Linked DNA regions of Bombyx mori: region 1 is linked to region 2. The links are chromatin contacts, called in public Hi-C maps. All regions are on one chromosome and are shown on one strand. The core of a region is the stretch at or near the end of the contact, and the rest is flanking DNA. Distances in the headings are between cores, read along the strand shown.

Region 1 (2,943 bases), core at 421-2,920, 35 kb after region 2:
AAATGTAAGTCAAACCTGGATAAGCGAAAGTTCAAGGGAGCACAATCTCATTCTCGCTTATACAGGTTTCTCACTAACCCGAGTTTCTCGCTAATGCTCCCTCTGAATTTCATTTCGCGATTTTCCGGATTCAAACGCATTCACTATTTACTTAATGACAGTGCTTTAATTTTCCGTTTTGACATGATGCAGAACAGAACTTTCCTTCGCAATTGATTAACGAAAAACTGAGTAAGTCCGACAAACATGACGGTACAGAGGCACACGTGTCCATTCGAAAAGAATGCGATAAAATAACAACGTTATTTAGTTCCACGAAATAGAACAGGTTCAATATTGACGAGAAAACCAATTCAAAAACAATAGAAGGAAGTTTCACAAAAGTTAAGAATTAGTCATAAAATAGCAGATGTTAAATTTGTAATTTGTTTTTTCATTTGTTCCTCCTAAATAATATAAATAAATAAAGCTCGACTGTCGCTTATAGAGGTATAGATAAGTAGCAGTCTCACTTACGGAGGTCCATGAGGGAAAAACGACTCTCTCTTACAGAGGCTTCTGTTTCTCTCTAATAGAGGTTTTGGGAGCTTAAAATGACGGGTCCTGGCTATTACTCTCACTTATAGAGTTTTCTCACTTATCCAGTTCTCGCTTACCCAGGTTTGACTGTATTTTGTTTATTTTTAATTGTAACAGTATTTATGGCAAGACTAAGTATACATTAAGCGTCTAACGACCCGCCCTCGCGTCGCTTCGGAAACTGTAATTTATTATTGATTTCTCCACTATTTAATGGATGTTATTATACATATAAACCTTCCTCTTTAATCACTCGTATCTATTAAAAAAACCGCATCAAAATCCGTTGCGTAGTTTTAAAGATTTAAGCATACATAGGGATATAGGGACAAAGAAAGCGACTTTGTTTTATACTATGTAGTGATTAAGCGTCGCATGTTAACTTAAGTAGTACATTCTCACGAATGGCTTCCACGAATCCACGATGAAGGAATAACATCGTGTAATAAAAATCAAACCCGCAAAATTATAATTTGCGTAATTACTGGTGGTAGGACGTCTTGTGAGTCCGCACGGGTAGGTATCACAGCCCTGCCTATTTCTGCCGTGAAGCAGTAATGCGTTTTGATTTGAAGGCCGAGGCAGGCGTTGTACTGTAAAAACGGAGACCTTAGAACTCATGTCCTCAGGTGGGTGGCGACATTTACGTTGTAGATGTCTACGGGCTCCGGTAACCACTTAACACCAGGTGGGCCATGAAGTCGTCTACCCATCGAAGTAATAAAAAAAGAGGAACAAAATCGTTTAATTCTAATTGAATTTGTAGAAAATAGAAATTGGGTACTTAAAGAGATCTCAAAGTTGGTGGCGGTCTATGGGTTCCGAAAACAAAATAACGCCATGTGGGCTGTGAGCCATATGACCCGTTTGCTTAATAAAAGAAAAATCAATCGTGTAAACACCGTCTTGTATTAGTTAGGAAGGAAATAATGAATTGTGCCAGCCTGCAACCTATCGCTCTAGAGGCACTTATGGTTGTAGATAAGACGTTCTACTATTGTGATGTCGCGGCGTCGTCGCCCTGGTCGTGATCCCTCGATGATATCGCTGGCGTCGATCGAGAGTTTTTATTTGATTTAAACTACAATATTGACTGAGCCCTGACCCCATGAGTCACTGAGCACTTCGTTTGTCAGTGTCGTGAGTCAGTCGTTTGTGATATTATTATTGTTAATGGCGCTTCTTATATATTGTGATTTAAGAAGTTTAATTGACTTAGCTTTCATTGAATCATTTTTATATTTCATTGGATTGATGATTTTTTCGTGTTACCATAAAAAGAAAACATAACTGATTTAGTTAATCCGAAGCTAAGTTATTCTAAACAGTTTTATAATAATGCACCTCTTGCCCGTAATCCAATTTTTTTTATAGTTTATTATGTGGACGAGCTCACAGCCCACCTGGTGTTAAGTGGTTACCGGAGCCCGTAGAAATCTACAACGTAAATGCGCCACCCACCTTGAGGTATAAGTTCTAAGGTCTCAGTATAGTTACAACGGCTGCCCCACTCTTCAAACCGAAACGCATTATTGCTTCACGGCAGAAATAGGCAGGGCGGTGGTACTTACCTGCGCGGACTCACAAGACGTCCTACCACCAGTATCGTTATCTTTACATTATATGTGAGAAGACAGAAGCCCCATAGATTGGGATGACAACGATAATGTCAACTTGTAAAATTATTATTCCACCCTTCTGAACGGATGTTGGCTATTGCGGTATGCTAGTGTAATGCTCAGAGAATATTGCTACCCATTCTCCACGAAGAGAGGTTGATGCTATTGTAGGCAAAATGTATATACCAATTTTGTTTAAACTATTATTGCGACCGCTAGCTGAATGCTATCAACTATTGTATTTTCATTAAAAGCATACACTGTGACTGACACAATAGTTATAGGTAGGTGGGTTAAAGTGAACTTAGATATTCCTTTTTTTTGTATGACTGAAGTATTACTGGTGGCCCGGAGGCCTTGCCAATTTCACCAGGACAGGTGGACGAGCAAAGGCTCAGGGTCGGATTTGCTAACAGCTGCCCGAGCGCCTCCGAAGGAGACCTAAAAACTCAAGAGCAGCTGCTTCGCGAATGAATCTACTACCGGATTGAAATCGCAAATCGCTGAGGAGATCCGGCGAGAAACTTAGCGGGCTGATGTTTAGGTTAGGTTGCACGTCGAACTCTTTGCCGAGTTCGACGAGTACGGTTACCGCTTAAATTTTCCCTTAACAGACAAGTCAATGGAAAACATGTAAAAATCCTTAGTTCAAACTACAACGGATACATCACGCGTTTTTATTGTCATTATGTTATTTAAAAGCAGCGAATACTTTACAGCTTTCGTGTTCACAGAACACATGTAA
Region 2 (3,068 bases), core at 336-2,835:
GGTAGTTAACTAAACTTCATATAACGGCTTTTACACAAACCAATATTTTTAGTTCTTTTTTTGCTTTTGTCTGTTGATCAATTGTGTTTTGATAATTAATCACAAATTGCTTGTTTTTAATTTGATTTTTTTGATTTAAACAATGATTTTAATTAGGTCGTAATCATTTAATTTGTTGGGTGCGTTCATTATTAAAAATGTCATAAAAGTCAACTAAATGCACCAAATCGAAAAATATTTTTTTCAAAATGCCAATTGGGTTTTTTTTGGGATTATTTGGTTTTGGACGTTTGCTCCGAGTGTCGAGTTTAAAAAAATACCAATTACTATGTATTCAAAATAAATGTAAAATGAGAATATATAAATATAATATAGCCCTAAGAAGTGCGCGGTTGAAGTGGGAGTGCGCAGAGTATACTGTTCGTAGAACCTATGACCTCTCTGACTGGTCTGACTCTCTCAATATATGACCTCTGCGTTTTTGGATGGCGGCGCGGCGGCGCGGCGGCGTCGCACTGAAATACACAGTGTAGGTAGACCACGCAGTAGATCGGTGACCTACCGAAGGTCGAGGGAATCGGTTTGGGTAAGGCAAAACCCGCCATTGTGATGAACCTTAGGGAAGGCCTATATCCAGCAATGGACTTCCGCGGGCTGATGATGAGATGAAAGATGAACGCAGTGAAATGAAGTTGATTTACTTGAAATTGTAATCCATTGAAATGAAACGGAATAAAAAGGGATGAGATGAGATGAAGTGTAATATCGTAAAATGGTGGGAATTTATGGAAATTGAGTGGGCTTCGGAAGTACCCGTGAAACCGCATCTAGTGACTTTATTTAATTGTTAACTGTATTAATGTGTGTACGATTTTACGGCCCACCTGGTGTTATGTAGTTACCGGAGCCCATATATATCCTCAACGTAAATGCCGCCATACACATTGAGACATAAGTTCTGAGGCCTCAGTTTTTACAGTATCATGGCTGTCCTATCCTTCAAACCGAAACGCAGTACTGCTTCACGGCAAGCTGTGCCTACCCATGCGGGTCCTCAACATGCTTTGTCACCAGTAATAACACAAATTATAATTTTGCGGGTTTGATTTTTTTTACACAAAGTTATACCTTCACCATGGAAGTCGATCGCGAACATTTGTTAAATATGTATTTCATTGCAAAAATTGGTACCCGCCTGCGGGATTCGAACACCGTGACATCGCTTGATCTCATCTTATTCTTTAGGCTACGACAACTTCTAAGACTTTCCCACAGTTATGCAGTTTTACAGATGCTAAATGGTTAACTAATATTAATACATGCTTAAATTTGAAGAAACATTAAAATCCAAAAAAATAAAATAATTCACACAATCCATTCCTCGCATTCCCGCCAAAAAGTCCAACGCACAAAACCAAATATAAATTATTTTTTTGTTGGTTCTGTGGTTGGCTTTGAACAAACAGGAAAAAATCAACCTTCTCGATCGATATTTGGCGTGTTTCAAATAATTTGTTAAAGTCGATAAAATAATCGATTTTCTGATTCCAAATCGATTTTCCGATTGATACATCTCGCATCCATCCCTAATTGAATGCCCAGTTGACGGAGCGGAGTGAGTGCACGTAATCGGCGATACCTACGTTTTTTCAATTTAATGAGACGAGGAAATTATTGTAAATCGTCCTCTTATCTCCAAGATATGAAATTGCGGTTGTTATCTAAACACTGTACCTTTCGTATCTAAGACTACGAGTGTTGATTGTGATGCCGACGTATTTTGATTGTCTAAAGTATTAAGTAGTGAAAAAACGAGTTGTTCTGTGTAAGCATCCGTTGTGTTTTATTTTGTGACAAAGATTGCATAAAAAGCAAAAATGCAGGCAATCAAGTGTGTTGTTGTTGGAGATGGGTGAGTTCGTTGTATTTCTACGTCATTCTAGATTTCGTAACGTAATAATTTGAAACTCAAATGCTCTGACGTCATAATTTAAATTAAACATCTTAAACTTACGCCGTCGTTTCAAAGATAAACATGTATGTTATAATTGTTATCACCCTGCTATTGTTATATTGATATATATGTATCTAAAATTTGTATCATTTTAACAAAGTGACATCCAAATCAGATGTCGATTATTTCAATATAATTTAGAAACTTTATTTAGGTTATGATTTTCTCTCTATGGTTGGAAGAAATTATAAATTTAAAAATATAGATAAATGTATTGATGAATAGTCCATCTACATGTCATTGACCTTTAATAGAAATTTTCTTTCTTTTAACTATACTATACTAATATTACTACTGAGCAAAATCATATATTAACTATAATATTATTTTCTAAATTAGAAGAAAATCTTGCTGTTTACACTTTGCTCTCATTCTCATTTTACCAATAAAAACTGTAACAGCATCACATAATATGTGGTGAGAAAAAAAAAAATATTTTAAGTTTACATTACCTTTTAATAACATGGAATTTTAATTCGAGGGAAAATATTAAAAATAATGTTGTAGTGCTTTTTATTGTGAGGTTTGCTTTTTGTGGTCTTTATTTTAAAAGACATGTGTTTGTCTTTTTACTGTAAAAAAGAAACATTTTGATTTGAAGTTTTAATATTAAGATACAACAGAATAGCTCTTACTTATTTATTTGTTATATATTAATTCTACCGAAACATTTACCCAAATATTTTCAATTGAAAATTAATAATTTCATTCTCTCAGAAACTCAACTTAATGTAAACTTTGGGCTCCATGTTTCAACAGGTCCTCGGAATCAAAGTGGTTTCTTAAATCTATGGAGTCCTTAACAGAACAAAGTGGTATTCCATCCCTGGACAAGGATTTATGCTTTACTAAGGACCATTTTGGCTTCTCATAGAATACTGAAAGATGCCCAGCTATCCCAAATACCTACTACATCTATTTGACACCATGTTAAAGGTGGCGTTATGATTGTTAATAATCCTAATCTCAGAGTTTTTTAAACTGGAAACGATCTATGAAGACATTTTGATTCTCTTTGTATCTAGTACCATATTTTCCATGGTGCTAAGGAATT

What was found. Hi-C and Micro-C count contacts between places; a contact is called where the count stands out from the background.
Region 1: a Hi-C map of posterior silk gland shows a contact between it and region 2, with 1.8 times the contacts expected there. The contact joins the enhancer-like site here to the promoter of LOC101736734 in region 2. A contact is called at or near these places in 4 of 7 Hi-C or Micro-C datasets (middle silk gland, posterior silk gland and whole pupa).

What each region holds. Positions count from the first base shown.
Region 1 is chr17:12,454,696-12,457,638 of ASM3026992v2, forward strand. The region is part of intron 1 of LOC101736734 (ras-related protein Rac1); the gene reads left to right. Among protein-coding and RNA genes, the nearest start is that of LOC101737414, 23 kb to the right of the region's middle. Within about 2 kb of position 1,671, at least 7 of the 8 cell types and tissues checked have open chromatin away from gene starts, as enhancers often do.
Region 2 is chr17:12,420,025-12,423,092 of ASM3026992v2, forward strand. LOC101736734 (ras-related protein Rac1) reads left to right here and starts at 1,586. Exons shown (of 6, transcript XM_004932496.4): 1 at 1,586-1,912. The coding sequence starts at 1,878.